Regions from separate parts of the Mus musculus genome. Here region 1 is linked to region 2. Evidence: chromatin contacts called from public promoter capture Hi-C data. All regions are on one chromosome and are shown on one strand. Each heading gives the region's core, a stretch centred on a gene start, on an enhancer-like site or on the middle of the called end of the contact. The rest is flanking DNA. Distances are from core to core; before and after follow the strand shown.

Region 1 (6,760 bases), core at 2,258-4,757, 2.0 Mb before region 2:
GGCCTGGAAGATCCACTTAACCCTGAAATAACCCTGGACCCTTCCAGCCTGAGATCTATGCAGCTTTTCCCTAGGAGCACAAACTGTGTACTAGACTGTCTGGCCAGATCTTTAGTGGACTCCCCTGGGTGGGACCAGGTATGGCAGGGTGCTGTGGGGAGAGCACCTTCGAAATTGCTGATTAGCATCATTCACGTCAGAGAATATTTGAGCGAGTTCCCGGTGGAACATTCACTAATGCATTGCCACGTGCCAGGAGTCTCCCTCTGACCCAGTTTCCACACTGCTTCACAGATGGGGACGACGTAAAGAGGCTCGGTGTCTCATCTAGTGCCCATCTAGTCTCCAGCCAGCTACCCCCTCTGCAGTAGATCTGCCTTCCTATCATACCTGGGGACATTTTGCCTAAGGGCTTTCTTGTAGAAGATCAGTTTGAGGCTGTGATAGATGCAAACTGCACCTCTATCTATGTCCATGTGTACAGATTTGCAATTCCTGTCAAGGACAAAGGATTGTGTTGGTCTCCTGCATTTTACAAACAAACAAAGAAAAAAAACTGAATAGACCACTTGTCTGAAGTATTTTCTTTTTGCTGTGTGGTTTGCATTCTGATTCTAAGAATATATATGCAAAAGAGGACATGAAAGTGGTTAACGTCTCTCTTTTCCTAGACCCTTCCATCCTGAGTGTGGTCAGCTGGCTCCAGCCCATACAAGGGAGCAGATGCTGGGCCTTGAGTCCTGATTCTTTTCCAGTCTCCAAGACCACACCCACCTCTCTGAGAAGGGAAACCCTCCCGTCCCAAACTTCCCTGCTTGGTAGATGCCTCCAGGAGCTGACATTCTCTGGACTGGGGGAACTCAGTGCTGGTCTGGATTTCCAAAGCCTTAGGACATCCCGACCTAGCCAGAATAATGGGGTTGGACAGCTTTGTGATGTGCCCCCTTCTGTAACAAGGGCCTAGGTGAAGCTGGTGGGCACATGCAAGAAAATCAGAGATGAGACCACTAGACCCAGTATGTGACAGCCTGCAGGCTACGTGCTGCATTCTGTTTTGGCCCTGAGCATGAGAATTCTCTAATTCTCTGGTACCACAATGAGATTTGGACACTGGAGTCAAGATAGCATGTCCCCTGGGTACCTAGGTGACAATCCCTATGAAACACAGTAATACATCTGCTGAGACCTCATATCTTTTGTTGGGCCTCTGGAAATATATGCCTGAAGGTAGAGCATAGAGGCCAGGCCCTTCCTTGGATGCTTTTAAGACAGTGTTTTTCAACCTGAGTCACAGCCCCTTTCGGGGTTGAACGACCCTGTCACAGAAGCCACCTAAGAGCACTGGAAAGCTCAAAGATTTACACCATGATTCGTAACAGTAACAAAATTGCAGTTATGAAGTAGAAACAAAAATCATTTTATGGTTGGGGGGTCACACAACATGAGGAACTGTATTAAAAGGTCACAACATTAGGATGGTTGAAAGCCACTGCTTTAGGGGCCTGAGACCCTTTTCCTTGGTCCTTTGCCCTTGGTTTCTCATGAGACTGTGGCAGCCACCCAGAGTACAGCCCGCATCTCCTCATTAGAGCAATCTGGGAGGTGGTCACTCCACCTACACTCACTTTAGTCATGATAAAACCAAGACATAGAGGACACTGAGTCGCTTCAAAGTCACGGGCCAGCCAGACACAAAAGGTACCAGTCAAAGTCGCATTGTGGGAGCTAGACTGTCATCGCTCTTTAGAGGATGGGTCTCACTAGGAATTGCCCAGTCCCTGCAGACCTGCCAGGAAGTGTCCACCACAGGAGAGGAAAGCTAGAGAGAGCACAGGGGCCCACCATATCCTTTATGGGTTTTTCCTGGGGTAGGAGTTAGAGTTCATGGATCACTGGGAGGTGCAAATAGAGAGTACCTAGGATACTGCTGGGGCGAGAGCTGGAGACGGACGCTAAGGCCCGGCAGGACTTTCTAGAAGTCCAGCTTTTCAGGTCGGAGGTCTGGTGCCTGGGCCCTGGTTTTCTTCCCAGAGAGTGCTCAGGTACCCTGGCCTCACAGAGTCTCCCCGTGTCCTTGCCCATCTGTCTGGGCACATCCCAGGGATCTGAAGAACCAGTCCTGTTGGGTCGACCTCTCCCATCTGCCTGCTCTCCCTGTGACTTCCCAAAGAGCCAGTCCAGAGGGTTGTCAGTGCCGGGAGAGGGCAGTGTGGGCTGCAGGCTGCTGACGCAAAGAGAGCTGTCTCCTGGAGACTCGGCCTGGCGCCTCTTCTCTCGAGTCCAGGCTGGCCGGGAGGGTCTGTTGGGACGGCTCTGGGCTGTGACCTTGTCCAGCACTGAGGTGGGCTGTGCCAGCTGACAGATACACCTGACGTAGTCATCCAGGCTGGGGGACGCTGGGGGTTCCTGCCCAGCTGCCCCATGTGACAGCTCTTCTGACATTTCCCGAATCGTTGGCAAATGGGGCACGGGCAGCAGAAGCCGGGACCTCATAGCTGCTAATAAAGCAAAAGCAACCTGTTAGCCAAGAGGAAACCAGTGGCGAGCCCGCCATGCCACCCTGACACCCTCCTACTTCCTCTCCCTCATCGGAGATGCTACACGGGGCTCGGGTACCCAGAAAACAATAAGAAACCTGCAGATCTGAGACCAAGGCTCACCCCCCTGCCCCCACCCGCACTCATCCTTCCAGCTACCACCAAAGTACCCAGCTCACTAAGGCTTCATCATTAGTGTTGTTTAAGAATAGCCAGATAGTCGGGGCTCAGTGGTAAGGGTACTTATTCTTGCAGAGAGCCTGAGTTCAGTTCTTAGCACACACATAGTGGCTCTAGCCATCTATAAATCAAGTTCCAGGGGTCTGACTGGCATGTGTGTAGCACACATACATTAGTGTAGGCAAAATATCCATGCATATAAAATAAAATAAATTAATTAAAAATTTTAAAATGAAGAACGAACAGGTAAGAAAACGGGGGGGGGGGTATTAATGTGGGGTCAGAGAACACCTAGGTTTTAAACTCGTCTCTGCCACTTAATGACTTAGAGACTGGCAATGTCACCTCTCTAAACCTCTAATTACTTGTCTGAAAAATAGGGTTATAAACATCCCACTGGCAGGGATATATGGGGAAATTCACGGAGACATAGCTTTGACATCACAGCTCTCCTGTAAACACAAAGGCCTTGTATAAACACCTTATTATCATAGTGGTCGGTGGTACCCACCCCCCTGCTCTCTATCCAGTAGTCAGGCCGTGAAAGCTCGGGATGAGAGATGCTCTCAGAGATAAACTAGCCCCGTGTTTTAAAAGTGTCAAGCCAAAGGGTGGCTGCTCTTCTTACCTGTAAGTCAGCAGTCAGGGTGGCAGGAGTCTAGATGGGTAAAGACTGTCTCCTCTAAAGGAAGCCCCAGAGGCGGGCAGTCACAGCCGGGTCTCTAGCTCTTGGTCCCTGGGAAGAGGACAGTCAGGACGATGTGCTGTGGTTTCTTCCCCTGTGCGGTCTGGCAAACCCAACACACACTGCTGCTTTTACACGGTTCCTCCGGTCATCAATCATTGTCAGGAAAAGCTCAAAATAACAGCACTTTGGAAGGTTCTCAGGGGAAAGCACAGAGGGTGGGGCTTGGCCCAGCTGCCAGCCTGGAATTTGTGTATGTGCCTGCAGGAGGTTGGGAAATATTTACACTGTAGGGTGAGGTGTGGGGCAGCCACCTCACCTGACTTAGACAGCTTTACTATGGGTAGAGAGCAAAGCCAGCCTGGGGGTTCCTGGGACCTGGGGACTGCTGGAACCTGGGACCTCCATAGGACCCCCATGGGCTTCCACCCCTGTCTGGTATAGCACAGTATTTTCTACTATGGATTACCCCAGGACCTGTGATCCTGTGACACGCCAGCCTTGTGCTAAGTTTTGCTGAGTTCCAGGCCTACACTTATGATCATGATAACACATGAGGCTTGCAGGGTGAGGGACATCACCTTACACAAGTGCCGGGGCAGCTTGACAGTCTGTCTGACTTCTCTCATAACATCTCAGATACTTTCAAGGAGAAATTTGCTTGCCCGTTGTTGGCCAGGCATGTGCCAGTGACTGCTAATGGCATAGCAAATACTGTGGACAAATCACCACGTATGATGCCTGTTTCCCAGTGAGAAGGATTATGGAGTCATCAGTGGGCAGGCGCAGTGACTCAGCACTCAGGATGGCTGCAAAATAGAGCGCCGAAGGGCTGTGGAGCAGCAGAAGAGGGGGTGGTCCAGGTCAGGTGGGCCAGATGATACCAAAGCAAGGGCAAGGCACTATAGGTTTGAGTAAGGAGCTGTAGTGTGGCTTCTGCCAGATGCCATGCTCGGGCAAATGACAGCAGCTGTGAGAAACCAGGGGACTCCAAGGGTGATACCAACACAGTGGCAGCTGAAGGCAAGATGGACAGCCCTGGGAAGGAACCGGCTTTGCGTTTCTCAGGCCTCAGCGCCTCTGCTCACCTACCCTCAGAAGCGGGAGGAAGAGGAGTTACAGAGGGAACAGTACGTTCAGGTCTGATACATGAGGGCTGGACAGACACTAGCCTCCTGCAGCATGGTGAGCTGCTGGTCTTGTGTCTATGCATTCCAAGTGTAGCATTAGAGTCATGGGTAAAGGCATGGGGACATTGGAGATACTGAACAATGCTTAAGTCAGGTGACAATTCCCAACTTACACCTGAATGATTCCACAGGACTCCAGCCTTTTGCCTGACTGTTTAGGCAAACACTGTGAGGCCGTATCAGGAAGCTGTGTGTGGTTTTGATAGCCTTAGACTCTTCTCTCTGTGGTCAGTGAGGTGTTTGAAACTAGGCATGACTGTTAGCCGACCATGAGATCCACACTGTGAGTGGGGGTGAGGCCATCCCCACGTGAAGGTTCTCATGACATCCCTGTTTTCACGGGGGCTTTCCAGGACAATGAAGAGAGAGGAGACTCCATGGGGCAGTGGGTGGGGCATGATTTCACTTAAGTGTAGTGTGGAATCCAAAATAACTCAAATGCATAGAGGCAGAAAGAAGGAAGATGGCTATCAAGAGTGGTAGGGAAGAAAGAGAAGTAGGGACCCCAGTTCTTCCAGATGAATGAATCTTAGAGATCCACGGGGCAGCACCAGGCCCACTGCAATCCCCTGTGCTGTACGTTTAAGTAGCCATTAAGTATGTGAGTCTTCAGACCTCACTTAGCACACCCTTCACCACCATGCCTTAGCATCACTCCATAGCAGAGACCTAATCGCAGGCTTTGCTTAGCTTCCTGTTCCATGGATTAGGAAGCTTGGCTGAACTCTTAATTAGACCCCACGTCATCACCATCATCCGTTGTGTTCTCAAACATCTTCAGTGTGCGTGTTAGCCATCATGAATCATGGTTAGTAGGCCTATCCATGCCACCATCCAAGATGGGAACTGTGTGGCAAATAGATATGAAAAGAGATTAGTTACGGTTTAAGCGGTAACTGGATGTAGAACATCACTGAATAAATACCCAAAGAGAAGAGAAGAGAAAAGAGGTACGGGGAGAATAGGGGTACATGTGGGACTCTTATATTAAATGTTCTTGGCCCAAGACGTATATGTAAATAAATAAAATATAGGGTGAGAGCCATGAGAGAGTGAGGCTGGAGTCTCTCAGTGGTGCCAGAGGTTTCAGGTAGGTCCCGGACAGTACAGTTGCTCATGGAGTAATCATAGAGTACAGGGAGCCTAGAGAGTCCCATGAAGAGAGAGAGGCTGGAAATACGTCAGAGACAAAGAACCAAGGACCGAAGAAGTTTGAGCCAGAGTCAGGAGGGTGCCTGTGGGGTGGAATACTGTGGGTTGAGTAGCAGTCCTTTCATTTGGAGACCTAAGGAAGTCGGAGAAGGCTGAAGGTTCAGTATGAAAATAGCATGAAATACTCATGATAGACCATGGAAATGTCCCAGAAGTGTTAGGCAAACCAGCATCCACCATTAGGGGAAAAAAAAGGCAGTTGGCATTGCCACTGATGGATGTGTGGAGAGAAAAACAAGGCAGGGAACACAGACAGTAGGATGTCCAGTAGAGCCTGGTGGCTATGGGATTCTCTGTCCCAGTGCCCTTTGAGTCAAGGAGCCTAGCCCAGTACAAGTGTCCAGGCATGCCTCCCCCCGCTCGTGCTTCCTCCCGGCAGTGTAGACGTGCCTGCCAGACACTTGCGGTGTCCTAGGGGACACCTGACTCAGCAGCTCCATGCTGGCCTCCGCCCTGCCTTTGGCCGGGCCTGGACTTAGCAGCGGAAGGAACACCTCATGTGTCCTCCTGCTGGTCCCTGCCCTCGTGCACTGAAGCATGCACACACAGCTCGCTCTTCCCTGGGAGGGTTGGGGGGCTGAGCATCGTGTTCCCGAGCAGGTCACAAAGAGGAAGGACAGACATCTTTAGGGAAGCTTCTGGATTTTTGAAATGACTGACCTGTGTTTCTCCCACAGGAAGAAGGGACTCTGATCATCGAAGGACTCCTCAACATTGCCTGGGGACTCAGACGACCCATCCGGCTGCAGATGCAGGATGATCGGGAGCGAGTGCACCTGCCGTCTGCCACATGGGTGCCTGAGAGGCTCAGCTACCTCCAGTGAGTGTCTGGCAGGTAGAGTGGAGCCAGGGACCTCCGTGATGTCTATTATCATGGTGCACCACATTATATGTGGAGTTCTCTGTCCCAGTGGGTACCCCAGCCTTGGGGTAGACGCTTCACTGCTGTATGGGGC
Region 2 (7,283 bases), core at 1,124-3,623:
GATGAAACGATTGTACAATTATGCCTATCAGAAGATTGATCTCTTGGTTTTTAAAGACAAGGTCTCTCTGAATAGCACTGGCTACCCCTGTAATTTATTCTGTAGATGAGGCTGGCCTTGAACTCGGAGATCCACCAGAGTGCTGGGATTAAAGGTGTGCACCACCACACCTAGCATGTGGAACTCTTAATCCTTCTTTCTCTGCTTTCTCTGCCTCAGCCTCTCAAGTGCTGAGATTAAGATAATCACTACCAGCCGGGTGTGGTGGTGCACGCCTTTAATCCCAGCACTCCGGAGGCAGAGGCAGGCGGATTTCTGAATTCGAGGCCAACCTGGTCTACAGAGTGAGTTCTAGGACAGCCAGGGCTACACAGAAAACCCTGTCTTGAAAAACAAAAACAAAAAAAAAAAAAAAAAAAAAGATAATCACTACCACCTCATTTAAAGTGTACAATTCACTGACACTTAACTTACAAATAAAGCCTGGTACATAATAGGCATTCGCATGTGTCTTTTATTTGGTATTCAAGTATGCCATTTACTTGGTATATCTATGCATATTTGTTAAACATATATACCAGACACTGCTTTGTATGTTAGGATTTAATAATATAAAAGTCTTGTATCACAGTAGAACTGACTATAAAGAACTAAGTGCATTTAGCTACAGAGGAGAGAGGAAGGCAGTCTAGCAGTTTTCAAAGATACACATGGGGCAACTAAAAGCAAGTATGACTCTAATTGGGCAATGGGCTGTGACTGCAAGCCACAGTCCTTAACTCCTCACATGACTTTTTTGAGTAAGAACTGGGTGGAGGCAAGCTGGAAGCAACAGGAAGTCATGAGCTTTCACAAACCAAGGCCAAAAAAAAAAAATAAATAAAATAAAATAAAATAAAAAATAAACAAATAAACAGTCTATGGGAAAGGAAAAGCCCGAGGCAGAGCCCTCAAGTCTACAAGGCAGACAGGTCTGTTTACCAGTTACATGGGTTTTAAAAAAAGAAAGACAAAGTCAAACCAACATAAAAAGCCACCAAATTAGCACGTTTGAAAGGGAAAGCACATTTGTGACCAGGATTTATAAATAGGATGCCTGATATGGGAGTGAAGCTCTGAGGTGATGATAGAGTATTTGCTGTCAATATGACTCCAAAGTCTCTTTTTTTTTCCCCAGGAACCACTTTCCATTTGTTTACCCCTGTTTCCCCCCTGTATAAGCTATAAGGCACACACACACACACACACACACACACACACACACACACACACACCGTCTTGTAATTTATCCATTAGAAATAGGAAACCCTGGATGTAAAAAAAAAAAAAAAATCAATAAATAGTCCATGATATTATGATGCCCAGCATGCAGGAACACATCAGAAAAACAGGCGTAGTGGTACACACCTGTAATCCCAGGACTCAAGGAGGTGGAAGTAGAAATATAAAAACTCAAAGGCCGGCCTCTGCTTCACTGAGTGTTCAAAGACAGCATGGGGTGCATGGCATTCAGTCTTAAAAAAATAAATTAATTTATACTGGAAAGCTGACTCGACTCAGTGCTTACAAAGACCTGGGTAGGGTTTCCAGCACCCATATCAGGCACAGCTTGCCTGGAGCTCCACTTCTGCTGGGGTCCGCCATGTCTTGTCTCTGGAGGCATGAGACCACACACGCATACACGCACTCAAAGTTACAAATAATTTTAAAGAATTAAATAAAATTGCAGACGCAGGTTGATTCGGTCTCATCTCAAATTCAATTTGGCATGTGCTGGTAATTGAACCCAGGACCCTGGAACGCTGAAGAACCGCTCTGGGACTTAACTACATCCCACACCCGTTTTCCAGTTTGCAAAAGGGTTTGTGTCCGATTGCCTAGGCTGGTTCTAAATAGCAGTTCTCTTGGCTCAGGTTCCCTGCGGCTGGGGTCACCTCTCTCCGCGACCATGCCTGGCTCAGAAACTTTCTGACAAGTGCATTTGCCTCACCAGGCTGATTTCCTATAAAGTACTAATTTGTAATCTCTGGGTCCTTTAAGGGGATGCAGAACCTCTAGTAGAAAAGATTTAATTATGTCCTCCTCATAAGTAACAAGATCAAGTCCCTTCACAGTCCGGGGACACAAGCTTACTCCGTGGCCGGTCCACACACGCCAAAGGCAGCACTTCACAGAATGAGCAACCAGAGGCGCCTCCCGACCCGGAGATCGCAACACTCTCTGCCGGAGTACGAGGGGACCGAGTATAGACAGGTGAAGAATATTCCAGACCAGCCCAAAACTGGCTTCAGCTTTCCTAAGTGAACCCCGCCAGCCCCGGCAGCTGCTCCGCAACCACGGCTTACTTACCGCCGCTCAACTTCCGGCAACCACAGCCCCAGCCGCGCCGCGCGGCCCAATGACGTAATAACCCAGCCCACACAAACGCGGAAGCGCGGCGCGCATGCGCACTACAACAACAACGACAAAAAGGGTCCCCACAACCGCAATAACGGGGCGAAACTAAGGCTAACCTGTAAGCCTTTTGGGGCTTGTAAGGAAGATTACATTTTCCTGCGAGTGACTCTACAGTACTACGGAATTATTATCAAATTCCCAGGGTAGTACTAGAGTACAGGTGTTGAAACAAGGTTTATTTTTATTTTTTGCATTTTTAATTTTTTAAAAAGGTTATGTCCTCCTCATATTTACACTACATAGCCATGGCTGTTCTGGACCTGTATACATATACATCAGTCTAGTCTCGAACTAACAGAGATTGCTTACCTTTGCTTTGCCCCAGTGCTGGGATTAAAAGCTTGCCCAACCAAATATAACTCTGGAAAACCAAATAGAATCTAAAATATCCACCAAGCTACTGCAGCCAGCAACTTCAGTGACTATAAAATCACTTCTTAAGAACCTAATATGGGCCAGACGGTGTGGGATATGTCTTAAATTCCAGCATTTGGGCTGGGCGTGGTGGCACAAGATTTTAATCCCAGCCCTCAGGAGGCAGAGGCAGGCAGATTTCTGAGTTCAAGGCCAGCCTGGTCTACAAAGTGAGTTCCAGGACAGCCAGAGTTATACAGAGAAACCCTGTCTCGAAAAACAAAACAAAACAAAACAAAACAAAAAATCCAGCATTTGGGAGGCAGAGGTAGGTGGATCTGTGAGTAGTGAGTTCTGGGACAGCCAGGGCTACACTATCTCAAACAAAACAAACAAACAAATAAAACGAACAAAAAACTTACTACTGGGAAAACATTTTTTTTTTTGACAGGATAATGAACATAATGAAATGCTCTAGCCTGGGGAGTCTTGCACATGAGTGACTTCCTTAGCGACAAGAGTGTACTTGACTTGATTTAGTTCTATAGTCCAGGATGATCAGAGCTCAAGGCAAGCATCCTGATACCGCATCACCATTGCTGAGATGGCAGTCCACGGACACCTTTCCTGGCACACAGTGCCTTTGGAGTGCCTCTAGGGATTCATCATAATATCTTGGACTATTTATTGATTTTTTTTTACATTAAGGGTTTCCTATTTCTAATGGATAAATTACAAGGTGGTGTGTGTGTGTGTGTGTGTGTGTGTGTGTGTGTGTGTGTGTGTGTGCCTTATAGCTTATACGGGGGGGGGGGCAGAGTAAACAAATGGAAAGTGGTTCCTGGAAAAAAGAAAGAGAGACAGACAGAGAGAGAGAGAGACAGACACTTTGGAGTCAGAGTGACAGGAAATAATCTTAGACTCTGAAAAATAAGAAAAAAAACCCCACAAAATGAGCGTTAGGAAGAAGGCATGAAGTTGGGGAACAAGGAATAACTACTGGAATGGAAGACCACCCTGAACTACAGGTGGGTAAATGTCTCCAGGACCACAACTGGCTACCAATCACAGCTGATCAACAATTTTGCACCCAAGTCATCATCTTGCCCCAAACATCACAGAGAGCAAGATGGAAGGTGTGAATTCCTGCTTCTGATAAGTTTTCTCTGCTTAAGGAGTAACACACAAGACCAGAAAAAAAAAGGCAAATGGGAGCTAGTATAATACAAGAGGGCTGGACCATGCTGTGCTGGATGGACTGTTCCCTCTCCTGGCCAGCCTGTTCTCTGGTGGCTTCTTTGATGGGAGAAGCTAACCTTGGGACAAATGAAAATTTATCTATCCCCACACACTCTTCTCAATATTTTCAGTGGTATGCACAGAGTAGGCTACATTGAAGTGACACTGTGATCATTCTTTTTAGGATGGGGACTTGGAATGCTACATTGGCCTAAAGCTGTAGAACTAGATATCCTTACACTGAGGTTATGCACGGGACTCTGCAAGACCTAGAGCCTAGGTTCAAGATCCTAGGCTGAGCCTGAGGCTGGTCCTTTGTGATTACAGTGAATATTTTTGATTGGGCATGTGCATATCTACCTGGGGGAAACAAGGAACAAAGCACCAAGCAGTAAAAGGTGTAATGTAAGGAACTGTATTAGCTGAGACTTCTCAGGAAGGCACTGCCCTCCTACAAATGATTCCAGAGAACCCCAAGATGATTGTCTTCAATGTAAATGACTCAGAACTTCAGAATGTCAAGGGGTCGACTTGGAAAAACATTGTGTACTTTAATTTGAATTCAATGGTATTTTATTGGGACAATGTACTCCTGAAAGTCAACGGATATTGGAGGCATTAAAGAGATTGTCCAGAAGCATGAAGATATAACAGTCTCGTCATTCCCAGTGGTAGGGAAAAAAAGACATGCACCACAAAAAGAAACAAAACAAAACAAAAACAAGAACAAGAGAATGATCACAGAACAGCCTATGACTTTTACAATGCAACGAATATACTAAATACACCCTTTCTACAAATGGACTTATATTATGTTCAGGATCAACTTGACAAAGGGGGGATGTTGTTTGTCTGTCAATGGATCAGAACACAGAGCATTCCAGTGTGATATCACATACCTGGAATCTCAGCACCTGAGACTTGGAGCATGCAGAACAAACATTCCACCAGATTGAAAAAGTGCCCTAGAGACAGACATATGTTTGAAGAGGAATAGAACACCGATGAGAAGATAGCTATATAAATAGATAGACAAATAGACGAGAAATAAGTGGGTGGATAAAAGAAGAAAGCAAACAAGAGCAAAAAACAGCAAGGCATTTGCTTATGGGAATAAAATACATATTTAGTTTGAGCCTAGATCCAGAGGCAGGGGGGTGGCAGTGAACTGGGACCCAGCAAGGTCTACTACATCCTCCAAAGTAATGTGGGTTTGAATAGTTGGGACAAATCCACAAAGAAGAAGAAAAACACATCCAGAGTTAATGGTTTGAATATCGTGAGCTTCATTGAGAAACATAAAGAACGAAGAAAATGAATGAAGAAAGATGTAAACAAGCCTCAGTGGGTGACAGAGATGCCTAAGACAGGATGAGAGCAGAAAAAAACACACTAGATCTCTGCTGAAGACTGGCTGTACTTCTGTACTAGTCAGGGTTCTCTAGAGTAAGTGAATTTTTGGATAGTCTCTATATAGTAAGGGAAATTGTTATGATGACTTAAAGTCTGTAGTCCAATGCCCCAACAATGCTCAGGTGTGAATAGGAAGTCTAAGGATCTAGGAGTTGCTCAGTCCCAAAAGGCTAGTAGATTCTAAGAGATGTGCTGGCAAGTAAAGCTTGGAATCCAAAGAGGAGAAAATCTTCCTTCTTCTAATATCCTTATGTGGGTCTACAGTAGAAGGTGTGGCATAGATTAAATGTGTACCACCAAGCCTGTGTCTGGGACTTGTTTTGTCACAGAGTGAACTTGTACTGAGAAATCTCCTTGCCTTAGTCTCCTGGGAGTCATAGCCACTGTGTCTCAAGATCTCCATGCCAAAATCCAGGTGAGAAAAAGCTATCTGTCAGCCTCAACATGAGGATCACAGATGAGACTTCCAAACTTGATTGTAGACAATTCCAGATACAGTCAACTTGACAACCAGCAATGAATATTATAGCTTCCATATTTGCCTATAAGCCACCACTGGAAAAGTTACGACTGAACAAAACATAGAAGCTTCCTGTAGTCAAGCACCAAAATCTGGGGCTCCAGTCCACAGAGAGAGAATCAGAGAGGAGAATGCAAAGCAAGAAATCATCCACCTTAAATGTTAATGGAAATGAACCATCCAAAATCCATCACAAATTTGAGATATAACCTCAAAATACACCTACACAAAAAATGTACAGCGAGAAAAAGTGGTACTTGCAATTTCATTCATCCATAGATGAGGTAAGAGGAGAGGGTTCACTCTGTCAAGGCTAGCAAGGGAAACTAAGTGAACTCAAAACCCAATTAAAAATAGGAGGAAAAACACAGTCTAGGATTGTTGGGAGCCGCCCTCACATTCGCCATTGCAAGATGGCGCTGACATCCTGTGTTCTAAGTGGTAAACAAATAATCTGCGCATGTGCCAAGGGTAGTTTTCCACCCCATGTGCTCTGCCTTCCCCATGACGACAACTCGGCCGATGGGCTGCAGCCAATCAGGGAGTGACACGTCCTAGGCAGAGGATAATTCTCCTTAAAAGGGATGGGGTTTCGCCATTCTCTCTCTTGCTCTCTTGCTCTCTGGCTCCTAAAGATGTAAGCAATAAAACTCTTGCACTCTTGCTCTCTTGCTCTCTTGCTCTCTGGCTCCTAAAGATGTAAGCAATAAAACTCTTGCACTCTTGCTCTCTTGCTCTCTTGCTCTCTTGCTCTCTTGCGCTCTGGCTCCTAAAGATGTAAGCAATAGAGCTCTTGCTCTCTTGCTCTTGCTCTCTGGCTCCTGAAGATGTAAGCAATAAAGCTTTGGCGCAGAAAATTCAGGTTTGTTGCGTTCTTCCTGGCCAGTGGCACGAACGCGTGTAAGATAGGATGTGTAATGGAACAGGTATAACTCATGATTTAAAGGAATGAAGGAAGACAAGCCAAGGTCTAAGAGTTTATGTGCCAGAGGAACTTGCTGACAATCTGTTTGGGAATCACAGAAACACTGACAACACTCATGACAAACCGAGTGGAGAATCAATTTTGAGGAATGACCTACTATGGGACTGATGGCCGGCCCACACTATGCCTAGAAAGAAGTGCCCTGTCCTGGGAGGCCAGCACTACACATAGCCTCCTCCTCTGGGAACAAGAGGGCACCTGTCAGCACCCAGTTCTCTAGTTCAGGCTGGCCACGAAATACAGGGATGCACACCGCTAGGATGCACCATCGAGCTCAGGTTGCAGGTTTGTCTTGCCAGAGGTGACTTCAGCACA

The links. Promoter capture Hi-C pulls out the DNA fragments that hold promoters and counts their contacts.
Region 1: a contact with region 2 is called in a promoter capture Hi-C map of liver, with 3 times the contacts expected there. The contact joins the promoter of Depp1 here to the promoter of Atg7 in region 2. A contact is called at or near these places in 1 of 39 promoter capture datasets (liver) and 1 of 9 other capture datasets (liver).

Annotation. Positions count from the first base shown.
Region 1 is chr6:116,647,431-116,654,190 of GRCm38.p6, reverse strand. Depp1 (DEPP1 autophagy regulator) reads right to left here and starts at 3,507. Exons shown (of 2, transcript NM_145980.2): 1 at 3,346-3,507; 2 at 1,344-2,498. The coding sequence starts at 2,493. The coding sequence ends at 1,876. It overlaps Rassf4 (Ras association (RalGDS/AF-6) domain family member 4), which reads left to right. Exons shown (of 11, transcript NM_178045.4): 4 at 6,482-6,624.
Region 2 is chr6:114,638,217-114,645,499 of GRCm38.p6, reverse strand. Atg7 (autophagy related 7) reads right to left here and starts at 2,373. Exons shown (of 19, transcript NM_028835.5): 1 at 2,350-2,373.